Regions from separate parts of the Hordeum vulgare genome. Here all the other regions are linked to region 2. A link is a contact called in public Hi-C data. All regions are on one chromosome and are shown on one strand. The core of a region is the stretch at or near the end of the contact, and the rest is flanking DNA. Distances in the headings are between cores, read along the strand shown. Region 1 holds the start of LOC123452316 (40S ribosomal protein S19). Region 2 holds the start of LOC123399773 (SEC14 cytosolic factor-like). Region 3 holds the start of LOC123452031 (serine/threonine-protein kinase D6PK-like). Region 4 holds the start of LOC123398509 (long chain acyl-CoA synthetase 8-like).

Evidence for each region. Hi-C and Micro-C count contacts between places; a contact is called where the count stands out from the background.
Region 1: a Hi-C map of seedling shows a contact between it and region 2, with 3 times the contacts expected there. The contact joins the promoter of LOC123452316 here to the promoter of LOC123399773 in region 2. A contact is called at or near these places in 2 of 6 Hi-C or Micro-C datasets (leaf and seedling).
Region 3: a Hi-C map of leaf shows a contact between it and region 2, with 4 times the contacts expected there. The contact joins the promoter of LOC123452031 here to the promoter of LOC123399773 in region 2. A contact is called at or near these places in 5 of 6 Hi-C or Micro-C datasets (leaf and an unstated tissue) and 1 of 1 datasets of contacts at active chromatin or transcription factors (embryo).
Region 4: a contact with region 2 is called in a Hi-C map of leaf, with 5 times the contacts expected there. The contact joins the promoter of LOC123398509 here to the promoter of LOC123399773 in region 2. A contact is called at or near these places in 4 of 6 Hi-C or Micro-C datasets (leaf, seedling and an unstated tissue) and 1 of 1 datasets of contacts at active chromatin or transcription factors (embryo).

Annotation. Positions count from the first base shown.
Region 1 is chr5H:366,227,778-366,230,949 of MorexV3_pseudomolecules_assembly, forward strand. LOC123452316 (40S ribosomal protein S19) reads right to left here and starts at 1,478. Exons shown (of 4, transcript XM_045128959.1): 1 at 1,267-1,478; 2 at 411-501; 3 at 121-304; 4 at 1-26. The coding sequence starts at 1,386.
Region 2 is chr5H:365,810,226-365,813,481 of MorexV3_pseudomolecules_assembly, forward strand. LOC123399773 (SEC14 cytosolic factor-like) reads right to left here and starts at 1,435. Exons shown (of 11, transcript XM_045094156.1): 1 at 1,115-1,435; 2 at 959-987. The coding sequence starts at 1,169.
Region 3 is chr5H:366,108,879-366,112,268 of MorexV3_pseudomolecules_assembly, forward strand. It overlaps LOC123452031 (serine/threonine-protein kinase D6PK-like), which reads right to left and starts at 1,954. Exons shown (of 3, transcript XM_045128602.1): 1 at 1,783-1,954; 2 at 629-1,600. The coding sequence starts at 1,485.
Region 4 is chr5H:365,306,458-365,309,539 of MorexV3_pseudomolecules_assembly, forward strand. LOC123398509 (long chain acyl-CoA synthetase 8-like) reads right to left here and starts at 1,440. Exons shown (of 12, transcript XM_045092970.1): 1 at 1,264-1,440.

The sequences.
Region 1 (3,172 bases), core at 228-2,727, 420 kb after region 2:
TTCCCTGGGAGGTGATGAGCCTTCCACTGCAGAACAAATTCAAAACACAGGATAAGCAACAAACACCCAAATAATAGTACTGATGATACCAACACAGAAACATAAGGAAGCCAAGATTACCCCTTGGGGTCGACATCAATGATGCCCATCTTCTGCAACTCCTGAAGGATGTTGCGGGAAACAGCACCACTGCTCTTGCAGAAGTGTGGGGGGCGTGAACCGTTCCTCTGACGGCCACCATAGATCTTCTGGAATCCACCAATCCCAATTCCCTGCCTCAGGTAGATCTTCCTTGCCATCGAGGCTGTGACAATTTGAAATGACATCAAAATTAGCGAGTGGCAAGGAGATCAATACTACATGTGAATAAATAGACCATGCAACCAGATAGGGACGGCAGATTTACTCACCAGCCCTGATGTAGTACCAGTCAGCGTCAGTAGGCGGCAGCTCCTTGAACCTTGCAGTCTTGACAATGTCAACCCACTCGGGAAGCTCCATCTGTATGACCATATATAATTTCAGTGTTAAGAATGCAAGAAGGTAACCTGGACAAGCAATAAATACTATGACTTTCTTATAAATCATCTAGGGAATGAGCATCTGCAGTAGAATCACATGTAGTCACTCAAATCAAAACTGCATAATGTGTGTGCATATGTAGTATCATCGTATTTAGTTACTCAAAACACTACAGTGGGCACACTTTCTATGATAAAGGCATGTTAAATGTATACCAAGAAATATCAAATGCTCCCTCAACAACCATATTTAGGATATATGTTTAGGTCACTCTGGAATAAATTAGATAAGATAATTGACACATGCTAAATAACATTCGCATATGGCAGTGGACAGGCAACAAACACAAAACCATGTCTAGAGTACAGAGGAAATCCACCATCTGCAATAACGAAACCAACATATTAAGGTCCTCTCACTCGATCTTGCACACTAGCAAGACATACGAAACTGAGATAAAACTGGGGAAAGGAATCGTGATCCACGAAAATTCGAACAGCTACAACTAACCCTACGATGCAAGAAATCTTCACCGAGGCGGTGCCGTGCACCTAATGAAGCAGTACTATTGAGGATTTATTAGAGTACTCAGGATTCATTTGGAAACGAACAGATTATACGGTCGACCTCTTACGAAACAGAAAGGCATGGCGCTAAGATCCTGACGGGAGGAGGCCTCCTGCTACAAATCCCCAAGAGGAAGCTGCCCTGGCGACGGATCTAACGAGAACTGGGTTGCGTTACCTTGCCGGAGCGCTTGAGGTGCGCGGAGTAGGCCTTGACGAACTCGTGGGGGTTCACATCCTTGACCGTGCGCGCCGTGGAGGCCGCGGTCTCGGCTGCGGGAGCGGGGACGGTCGCCATCCTGTGCTCTTGCCGCCGGCGGCGTTGTCTTCACGAAGGAGGGAGAGGTGTGCGCGCCGCTGCGGCTGCGAGGGACTAGGGTTTTCTGGAGGCGGGGTGCGTGAGAGGAAGCGTGCGAATTTATACTGGAGGGACCTAGGTTATGGGCCGTGTAATGAAACGGTGGACCTGTTGGGCCAACTGGGTATTAGGGTTAGTGAAGCTAAGTGGGCCAAGCTGAGGTCGAGTCCGAGTTATAATTCGCATTCCATTTTCACGGTGCTCATTTCTCAACAACAACAAAATATCACGATCTATTTCTCAAACAAACAAAAAACGATCTCCTGAATCGTGATTTTGAGGCTCATAATCATTTAGCAAAACATGCACTCTTTTTCGGGGATGGTCGTCATGTTTGGTTAGGTCATCCTAGAGATCTTCCATCCATCCGTGTAAACATTGTGATGATTTAATTCGCGAGATTGTCTAAAAAAATCACAATGCTCTAGGGAAAGGATAGAAATTATCAAAAACAAAATAACTCAAGAAAATATTGCACATTTTAGAGGCAAATTACATAGGGTCCAATTACATATCATACATTTCCTATGAGTAAATTATTGACAGATATACTTTTGCCATTTCATTAAGGCTCTTTTCTACATTCCACAAAGCCATTGCACTTCACTCCTTATTTTCAAATGTCCAAGCTAAAATGACGTACTAATATTACCTTTTGTTCGCTGGCTCAAGAACTGAGTCCTTTGATCTCATGGAGCCTTTCAGATCATGTTTTGAACTTGTCTACCCATGACCTCGTGTTACGCTTCTTTCTGAGTGATGGAGTCGGGGAGCTCCTTTGTGTTGATATAAAAAAGACGACGTACTAATCAACAAAACATTTATTATAGTAGAACAACTTGCTTTAGTTTCTATAAGAAAAAAAAATAGGTGTTTCGGTGTTCTTGTTGGTCAAATATATTACCGAGTGAAATTTTGTGTAGAAAAATTTGTTGGCATGTTTGGGCTACAATCTTTCCCTATTCTAAAATTGACTCATAACGGAGCACCTATGTTAAGCATGGTGGGGTCATCCACTCAGTGACATCTCAAGTAACTTAAAGGGGACATGGCTATTTGTGGAGTTATCATCATGCGCTAGGGGTTGTCGAAAATATTAATCCAGCCCGCAAGGAGGTAAGGAGAGCTCCAACAAGGCGATATAATTCGTCCTCCCGTGTTTGTTTCTATCCTTGCGGATGAAAAGCACGGTCACACGTGGCGACGCAAACGGGCCGATGTTCGTTTCATTGTCCATTTTTACCTATTTTTAGCCTAAATTTGGGTTAGATTTGTGTTCACGCGCACACGTCGCTCACGCCCACGGTCTGTTGGTAGACCTCCAAGATGTCAGTGTGAAATTTCAGTTAATATGTCATACCAACGACAAGGTCAGTCTTATTATGCTTCTGTCTGAATCCAAATACTTGAGTTAACCAGTTTTCGACTTCAACCTCCATGATTATCATGAGGTGTTCCCGAGGTCACCCCCAACCATTTACTCGTCACACTGGGCGTACTTGACAGAGAAACTAGGCAATCCAACATGTTTAGGCCAAAACGCAAGCCTCGCAGAGAACTTTTCAGCGCAAGAGTAAATGTACATTGGGAAGGGTTCTTCTGGTCCATGGACCTCCCTTTTTTTTGGTGTGATTTGTGGTTGGCGTGACCTAGCCTTTGCGCCATTTTGATGAATGCATAGGATTCAAAATACTTTATTTATTTTGTTTCTACATGAAATGGGATA
Region 2 (3,256 bases), core at 185-2,684:
AAGCCGGCAGGCACGACTTGAATACAAAGGAAAACAGCGTTGGAGCTCCAAACAACGAACATGGGAGGCGCCGCACCGACAAAACAGTTGTGTCTGATGTACCAAAGCTGCTTTCTTTCGTTCTTTTTTTCTTCTTCTTCTTCTTCTTCCCGTCCATAGCATAAGTACCGAAATCGCAATTAGGACCTAACGGAAGTAGTGGTGCTTTTTTAGATCGAGGAAAGTGCTGGCGCCTCCCACATCTAATGAGAAGGAAAGAAAAATGTCTCCATGCCACTGACGCGAATAAAAAAATGAAATAAGAAGTGATCCGAAAGCATAGTTTAGCTACGGATCTCTATCATGGTGACGAAGGGCACACAAACGTCAGCTGTATGGGTGGGGGAAAGGAAAGGGTCCTTGCTAAAAACACCGAAGTGACATGATAAGAACTAATAAGAGAATTTGAAGCAAGAAACAGAACCAGAAGCACAATTAAGCTCGGAATCACAAAGTATAATAAGCTGTTGAAGATCCAAAACGTTTCATCATCTGCTAACAAGTGGCGGGACAAGATGTTTTTCTTACGAACGGGAGCAAGGAATGAGCTAAGAGAAAGTCACATGGCAAAGAAAATCTCTCGGATTTGATCGAAATTTTGAAGCAAGAACAAGGCTAATCGAAACCTCGGCTGAGCTCTGGAGAGGAAGACAAGTTGCAAGATCCAAACATTAACCAGCTGCTACGAAGCCAGCGAATCTGCCTAAGGACGAACCGAGCGAAACGAGAAGGCCGCGCGGCAAGCAACCCCAAAAATCCACCGGGAATGGAAACCGGCACACGACAACAGAGGCACAATCTAGACGTAATTCAGCTACGACCGACGCATGTCCGGCGACGTCAGCACCAAAACAGGGAAAAAATATGCAGCAGAGTGAAGAGAGATCCAGCAAGGGCGGACGGCGGAGCAGATCGGCACCTGGAATGTGGTCTTGAGCGGCTCCTCCACTGCAGGAAAGCAAGGGCGCATCTCAGCGAAGCAAGAACAATGGAAAGAGGGAAGAAAGGCCCGCTTTCATTCCATTCCCTTCCCTGAAACGAACGATGGAAAAGGGAGGAGCAAGAGATGACTCACGCTGCTCCATGAGCGCGGAGAACTGCTTGACGGACTCCTCCGAGGCGGCCGCCATTGCCGGCGACGGTCGTCGCGAGAGACTTGCGGGGGGCCTCTGGAGCTGGAGGAGAGGTCAAACCTCAAACGGGGAGAAAGCAGAGAGAGAGAGAGTCTTGTTTGCCTTTTGAGCTCCCCCCCCTGCCTGCCAGCAGCCCTCGGTGGTCCGAGGTGACGCTGCGGCGCTCTGCTCCCGCTGCACGGTGCGTATGCGTGGGGGCTGAGGGGGAGGAGGAGCAGGAGGAAGGCGCTGCTGCTTAAGAAGGAGGAGGAAAGGGACAGCAAAGCCCGTTTTATTTTCGTTTCCTCGCTTGTTTATTTCGGGGTTTAAGTTGGCTTAGGCTTGCTGCTTTTCTGTAAAAGCGGCTGGTAACCACCGCTGTTACTGCAGCTGCGTCTCGTTAATCATGCCTGTTTGTTTGAGAACTCCGGGACTTTTTTTAATCCTAACTTAAAAGTCTCTAGTCCCTATCCATTTGTTTCCAACGACTAAATAGGGACTAGAAGTCATTAAATGACATGCAAAAAGACGATGTTACCCAATGACATGTTAAAAGTAGGTACATTGTTGAAAAAAGTGTCAAAAAAGTCAAAAAGACCCTCCACAGGGACTTTTCCAAATAGTCTCAAATACCCCTTTTAGTTCCTAAAAATTCCTCCTATTTGTTTCACATGAGATTTTTTTAGACTTTCTTTTAGTCCTTACATCAAAAAATCTCTAAAAACAAACACGTCAGGCCGATGCTTTTGTGTTGGGAGTACGTGCACTGCTGTCTGACCTCGTGAGGCCGAGTATAAACACGTGGAACCGACTGTTCCACTGTTAGGCCGAAAGCTGCACTGTAGTTCGCATTTCTTTTTTCTTCGGCCAATTTGGAAAGCTTTATTCAAACAAAGGCATCTCTCGTACAATTAGGCAAGACTTGTCACTAGGGAACCAGGAGTCTCATCGTGCTACCTCTTGGCCACGTTCAGTATGCAAGCGCGCTTGGCGCAAAGATGCGCTGGAACATTCATTGAAAGATTTACATGTTAAATGTCAAATAATAGAAAATATCTAGCTAGCTCTTCAATTGTGAAAAAAATAAGAGACATAACCGAACGAGAATTGTGACGAGTGTTTTAAAGATCAACCATCTCTGGTCGGTCTACCTTCATGATCATATGGGTAAGGCCACACAATTTTTGCAAGCGGCGCACCATCCCTTGTAGACAAAGCTGCACACATATATAAGGCTGCGTTTGGAACGTTGTTTTTTTCTACACTTGTAATATTTTACACTTGTATTATACTAGCCTACAATCAGAATACATGTCATGATTGTATTTCCATTCCGCTTCCCAGCTTCCGTTTGGATTGTTGTTTTTCTCCCACCCTTGTAACCTGGCTGCCATAGCCTAAATTTTCAAAAGCACAAACTTTTAGGTACGGTGGTAACATTGCAAATTCAGGTCATTCGTACTGACTGTACTTCCATAAATTTGAGTTCTCATTCCCCACAAATTAGCATGAGCCAGGGCACAGGCGCACATCCAGCATCACAACTCTGTCGTGCTGTTACCTCCAGCAAATAAAATCACAGATCCACACCCAAATGGTGTATCATTATTTATTGCAGTAGATGGGGGGAGAAAACAAGGACTTGCCAAAAATCAACGGAGCAAACTAAGACCATTCTCACCAACTGGGCAAATACATAAAAAACATGTCTTTTTTCGGTTGCATTCATCCTCGAGACAATGTGTAAGTCAAAGGAGGAACCAAGAAACTCCTGCAAGCAAATCTTACTTTGCTTGAGGATGCGATGTGATGAAGTCAACTGCTGATTTGATGGAATCGATCTTCTCTGCCTCATTGTCGGGGATTTCGAAGCTGAACTCTTCCTCAAAGGCCATGACGATCTCGACACTGCACATGCCATTCAAGTTCAGTATACACAGAACTAATGCAGATATAGCTTGACAATTAAAGTGCCACTGCAACAATAAAACAATTAAACGGAAAATGCGTGTAGATAAACGGAACATGAAGTGCTGGCATGCAGTCCACCACACAAATTGCCATCTTAAATTCTTGACAGTAAGAAACAAAATTCAGTGCTTATA
Region 3 (3,390 bases), core at 704-3,203, 300 kb after region 2:
CACTACACGGTGATCAATGTTGTAGGTAAAATCCCAGGAGTCGAGGGACCTCAAGTAAAAGCAGCGGCATTTATAGAAGCTCGTCCATAGAGGCGCTCCAGACAATTTGGAGCATTACTACCACTTCTAGCGCTAACAAGTAACAAGCCTACTACCAATGACAAATAATGCGTGCCTACAGATTTCGTGGTCCCTTAGATTTTACATATATGAAATCACTCTGAATAATATGTTCTTCTAAATCCAAAATGGATCCGCACCAATTCGAATTTCTAACATTCCTTGCTAACAGTAATAGAAATTTCCCCAGGAAAAAAATTAAAGATAGTTGTTAACCATAGAGGCCAAACAAAATATACACAATACTGTTAAACCTAATAAAATACAAGAGGACCATACGTTCCATGAAATTGAAAAGCATTTCTTCAACAATTGAACAATAAGAAAAAAGATATAATGTATCACCACATCTTGAAAGTTGAAAGAGCTTCATTTATAGTACTGAACCAGTTGTATTAGTACACAACTGGATGATTTATAAGAACTGGAAAGAATTGGTCAATCATGAGTGTGATAGCATTTGCATATCTATCAGTAAAATAAATAAATAAAGAGAGAAGACACTTACTTGGCAGCTTGCTCGGGGAAATACTTCCCAGGCTGCTTCTGCCTTAGGGTATGCAGGTCTCCTCCAGGGCAAAACTCCATCACCAAGCATGAGAATTTATCAGTCTCAAAGTGCGTGTACAAAGTCGGAAGAAAAGGATGGTCTAAGCACTGCAGTATCTCTCTTTCAGTCTGGGCTCTGAGAAGCTTTTTGCGGCCAGCTAGAGATGCCTTGTCCATGATCTTCATAGCAAAGTAGCATTTCGTGCCACTAAGCTCTGACAAGTAAACACTGCCAATGTCACCACAGCCAAGCCTCTTGAGCAGCCTGAAGTGACTCAATCCTAGCGAACCTTCTTTGGTTCGGATCACCTGAATCGCCTCCCACCTTGAATCATTGGACTTGTGAGGCTTGCTAGCACTGCTGCATATACTGCTGCAGGTGCTATCATCACTGACATCACTGCCAGCGCTGGCCCGGTAAACGCTGCTCTTCCCGCTCTGGACCAAATCGGCGTGGCCGCTGACCTTGGTGCTGCCGCTCGCCTTTGTCAGGCTGCTTGCTCCGTCGCTGAACTTGGCAGAAACCGAGCTATCCTTGACGCTCCCTCGCAGCGAGCTCTTCTCGGCGTCTTCGTCTTCGTCCAGTTTCACAGAGCCATCAACGGAGCTGCAGTCTTTATCTTGCTCTTTGTCTCCGCTGGACGCGGCCACATCACCTGGCGGGACCGCTGCTCTCGGTGAAGCAGGCCCCGATTTGCCTGCTCCGCCAACTTGCTCTTCGGACTGCCTCCTGGAAGGCGCGGCCTCGGAGGACTCGGCGGCGCTTTTACTGCATTGCTCGTCAGCGACTACTTGGGCAACGGCCTTGGACGCCATCGCAACAGGGAGTCGACCAAGAAGCTGTCCCCTAACGGCGCCGGCATGACCCTCCTCCTCCCATCGCCGCCGCGGTCGACCGATCAATCAGCGGCCGGAGCGGTGAAATCGAGACCTATCACAAGGGTTCGCCCCGAATTAGATTCAGCGAAAGCGATGCGGGTCGGTCGCCTAGCGAAACCGACGAATCGGGAACCAATAATTGCCGAATTATTAGCCGGACGGATCTGGCTGAGATCGAGAGGATCCCCTCCTCGCGGGAGGAGTCCGGCGGAGGGTGGGGTGGAGTCTGCTTACTGGTTAGCCGTCGCGCCGTAGGAGAGAGCTCGCCGCCAGCGGGGCTGGGGAGGGGATCGAGGGGGGGCGCTTCCTTCGGCTTCGGGGGGGAGGTGGCTGGCAGCGGAGGGGGGAGGACGAAATGAAAATCGATGAGAGAAACCTAAAAACGAGAAAAACGAAATAAAGAAGACAACCAAAAAAAGAAAATGGATTGAGGGGACGGATTGAGTGTATGCCTGGCCCCACTTGCCGGGCTTAAGTGACAGTGAAGACCTTCCCCTTCAGTCTACCGGATCTTACATTTTTCTTCATATAAAATATTATAATATTATAAGCTTCCCTGCCTCGTAAGCGTGCATCTTATCTCCATGGACGCCTACGAGATACTGAACCGATAAAACATGTTAAAACTAACAAATTCATCATTTACTTGATGAGAATGTCTCTTTTCACGGAACCAACATGTCAATGAAAAAACATTTCCCTTACTAAGTGATTTTGGTGTACATGAAAATGCGGTTGTAATCTAACCTTTTGCTTGAGCAATACAGAACAATACGGGTATATTCGCAAGTTATGCAAGACGATTAGATAGCGCTCTAAAAGGAAAATACTAAAGAAGGTGTTACAAAATTTTGGGTTGTAGGGAAACTATATTATTAAGAAGAGGTTCGCTTTGAAATGTTTAAATGCAATCATTACCTAGACAAACCATTTTGCACCCGCATAGTCTTTCTAGCTCTCGAAGAGTTCTTAATCTATTCTCTAGAGTCTAGAGCCTTTGTTATTTCATACTTATTAGTTTTGGGGTATGTAGCGGTAGTACCACACCTTCATAAAGAGCAACACTCTTGCTGCTAGGTCAGTAGTATTACTCTATGTTGGTGCGGAACAGTGTGATGATATGTGTAAAATGTATTTATTTATTTATTTGTTACATACTATTATCACATCACTAGTACATATTTTGGTAACATTTTATATTATTTTTTATTTAGACTAACATATTAACTCACTGCTAAAGGACAATTCATGTTTTCTATTGTTTTAGAGCTTTTACGTGAAAATTTCACGGGGCCGGAATGACCTGAAAATTTTTGTGGATATTTATGAGAATTAACAGAATTTTAGGCGAAGGAATCAACGTGAGACGACACCCAAGGACCCCACACGGGTAGGGGGTGGCCACCTCCCGGTCACACCATGGGCACGCGTGGCCAACCCTTAAACCGGCTGGAGCTCTTATTTCGTCACAAGAAAGCTAATAATTTACGGCGAAAAGTCACCTCAAAATTTCAGCCCGATTGGAGTTACGGATCTTCGGCTATAAAAGAAATGGTGTTCGGCTAGAAAATAGGAACGAAAACAGAGAAAAAAACAGAGAGAGATGCAATCTCGAAGAGGCTCTCGCCCACCGGAGCCATGGAGTCCATGGACCAGAGGGGGAATCATAAGGAAGAGCAAGAAGGAGAGGTCCTCCCCCCCCCCTCTCTCTCCTAGTGGCGTCGGAGCACCGTCGGGGGAACCATCGTCACGGCGATCATCTCCATCAACTCTGTCGTCTTCATCAACAACTTCATCATCGTCCCCCTCTCTATTCAGCGGTCCACTCTCCCGCAACTCGTC
Region 4 (3,082 bases), core at 190-2,689, 500 kb before region 2:
TAGTGCATGTTGAATTGTTCTGCTTTTAGCACGGGCAATTACAATGTAAACAAGCTAACATGAAATAATAATTTTGAATTATGAGTAGTTCTTTTGTTTCTCATACTTTCATCGGTTTCTTAATGGTATAATGAAGTCTAACAACAATATTATTAACTGATGATATTAATAATTGATAACGATTATACAATCAAATAATCAGCTCACATTTATCTGCCAAAAACTACAATAGCTCCTTAAGAGATTTTGTTCTGTACTGCATATTTCTGAAGAGACAACACATAAACGTCACAATGTGATTTGCAGAAGCAACATCAGATAGAAGGCCAAGTCAAAACAGACTTGGAAGTTTCCAGTTTGCTTCAAAGGAAAGCAACCATGTTGACCACAAGGATGTGAAAGGGAGGTAATCGTTTGTATAACTATTGTTTCTTCACTAATGACTACTATCCCAGATACGTCATGTAAGTGGATCATATCAACAAAAAAGATTGTTGAGGAACCAATCATTAAAATTGGTGAAACTATTATTTCCATAAATATGTCATTGGGCTCTGATTTGCGCAAAGTGCAACGGAATCCTTTCGTGGCTACCACAAAAAAATGCCAGTTAGAATGGGATTTTGGCAGAGGTATTTGCATGTTTTTATTCCTCCAACACGCCTGGAAGCGTGTCGTTTTTATTGAGAAGGTGGATGATGTCAACTAGGAACAAGGTGTAAACAGATAGTATGAACCTTCTAAAATTAAACTTAGGTGAAAAGAAGCATTTGATAGGGTGATTGCTCGTTAGAGAGTTATGAAGTTGTAACTGGACCTGTAATTATGGGCTTTCACACGGTGGCAGTGCAAAGCAGAACATGAATCATTTCAATGCGATCCAGTTTAGGCGGTTCATCAGGATGCCTCCCTCCCCAGAAAACGGCGTGATCTGACCACGGGAATCTCCGGAGACACGTGTATTTTGGTACACCTTGTTCATGGCAGAGAACACGGAGAGACCAACCAACCAACCAACCAACAGTAATTTGGCGCTGATCCCAAATCCAGGCGAGCTACGGATGGATCGTACGAGGAGAAGGAAGAGCCCTAGCCGATTCCGGAAGGGCGGATCTCCACTCCACTCCACTCCACTCGAGCCGAGAGAGACTATGCGGGGACGAATTGCTCGGAGAGGGTTCGATCGACAACCGCGTCGCGAAGGGGATGGCTCCGTGGTCGAACCAACGATGGATCGTGAGGGGGACGGGGCGGGAGGCTCACCTTGGCTGGGATGAACCGAGAAGGGGGGGGGGGGGGGGGCGTGGCCTCCGGATCTGCGCCCGCTCGTCGGTGCTGCCAAAGCTTGCAGTGGCTTTTCTGGAACGAGAATGAATGGCAGCCTCTGGCTTGGTTGCTTCGTCGGCCGGCTTGTGGAGGAAAGCAACGGCGACAAAGGAAATGCCGAGGTGGGCCGCGGGTGGGCTCGCTGGGTATCGAGGTGGGTGGGTGAACGCGTGCGTGTGCTTTGCTCTTTGTGCGACGTGGCGTGAGAAGCGGGGAGCGGAAATGCTTCGAGAAATTTGTTGGCGCGGACACGTAGCGCTACGGGAGTACGGTACACGACGCGAGGCAAGGCCAGGTCAGTAGCTCACGTGCGACCACGGCGCGTTTCCCGGTCCTTAGAGTACAACCCTCAAAACCCTTAAATCTAAAAATCAGTTTTAAGGATCGAGAATTGCCCATTTTTGACATTTTTAAGGGTTGAAAAACAGGGGCAAAGACTAGAAACCTCAAACCCAACTCTCAAAATCGGTATATAGCCAGGACCGCGCGCGCCGGCTGCTGGCGCTCGTGCGCTGCTGCTGCCGCGGCGCCGCCGCGGCGAGTTCCTTCTGCGGCAGGGAGAGGGAAGGGGAGGGGCGGCGGGCGCGGGGGCGGGCGCGGTGGGCGCGGCGGCGGGCGGGACGGTGGGCGGGGCGCGACGGCGGCCTGGGCGGGCGGGGCGTGACGGCGGCCATGGCGGGCGCGGGGGCGGTGTGACATCCTCGACTTTTGCTACAGTAATTATTGTAGTTAAGCTACAGTGATCAACCGCTAATGATGCCACGTCATCGAATTCCCATCTCAGACCCGCGTTGATTCGAGTCTGTCCGGATCCAAAATTTGAAAGCAAAAGAAAAGTACTTTACAAGTTCATTACAAATAATAAAAGAATATGTATATGAAAGAAAGAATTAAAAGTATGTATAATAAATTGTAAAAGAAAGTATTTAAAAAGAAAAATCAAATAGAAAATAAATAATGAAAGAAAGAAATAAAAGAAAAGGGAAAAGGCAAAATAAAACAAAACAAAACAAAAAAAAGAAAGAAAAAGCAACCCCCCGGCCCAGCTGGGCCACCCACCGGCCCAACCGGCCGAACCCTAGCGCCTCCCACCTCCTGGCGAGGGAGCCCCTCGCTACTCCCTCCCCTCCCCCTTAGCGCCGCCACCCTCCCAAGCTCCCCTCGCGGCCCCACCCCCCACCGACAGCGCTCCCACCTCCCATCTCTCCCGTAACTCCCTGCCCACGAGACCCCCCACCCCACGCCAGATCCCCCACCGAGACCCTCCCTCACGAGCCCCCCACTCCCCCAGATCCCTCCCCACCTCGCCTCCCACCTCGGCTCCCCTCCAGTCGCCCCCCTCCCTGGCCGGCGCGCCTCCCCCCCGCCGGCGAGCCGATCCCCCATCTCCCTCCCCTGGCCGGCGAGCCCCCCCCCGCCGGCGAGCCGTTCCCCCACCGGCCGCTCCCTAACCAGACCCTCGCACGACCCTCCTCTCCACCTCGCCCCACCTCGGCCGGCGCCCCTCTCCTGCCTCCTTCCCGCCGGCGAGCCGCCCCCCCCCCCCCTCGGCCTCCACCCCGCCGGCAGGGGGCCCCGGCCTCCTCGAGGTCCCTCTTGCCGGCCTCACCCACTCCGGCCGGCTCCATCTCCGGGGGCCCCTCCTCACCGGGGCCCCTCTCGGCGAACCTCCGGCCGGCTCCTCCTCGCCGGCACGCCCGTCTTCACCGGAACCGCGTCACCGTCGTCACCTTCACCTTCGTGCGAACTCCGGCTT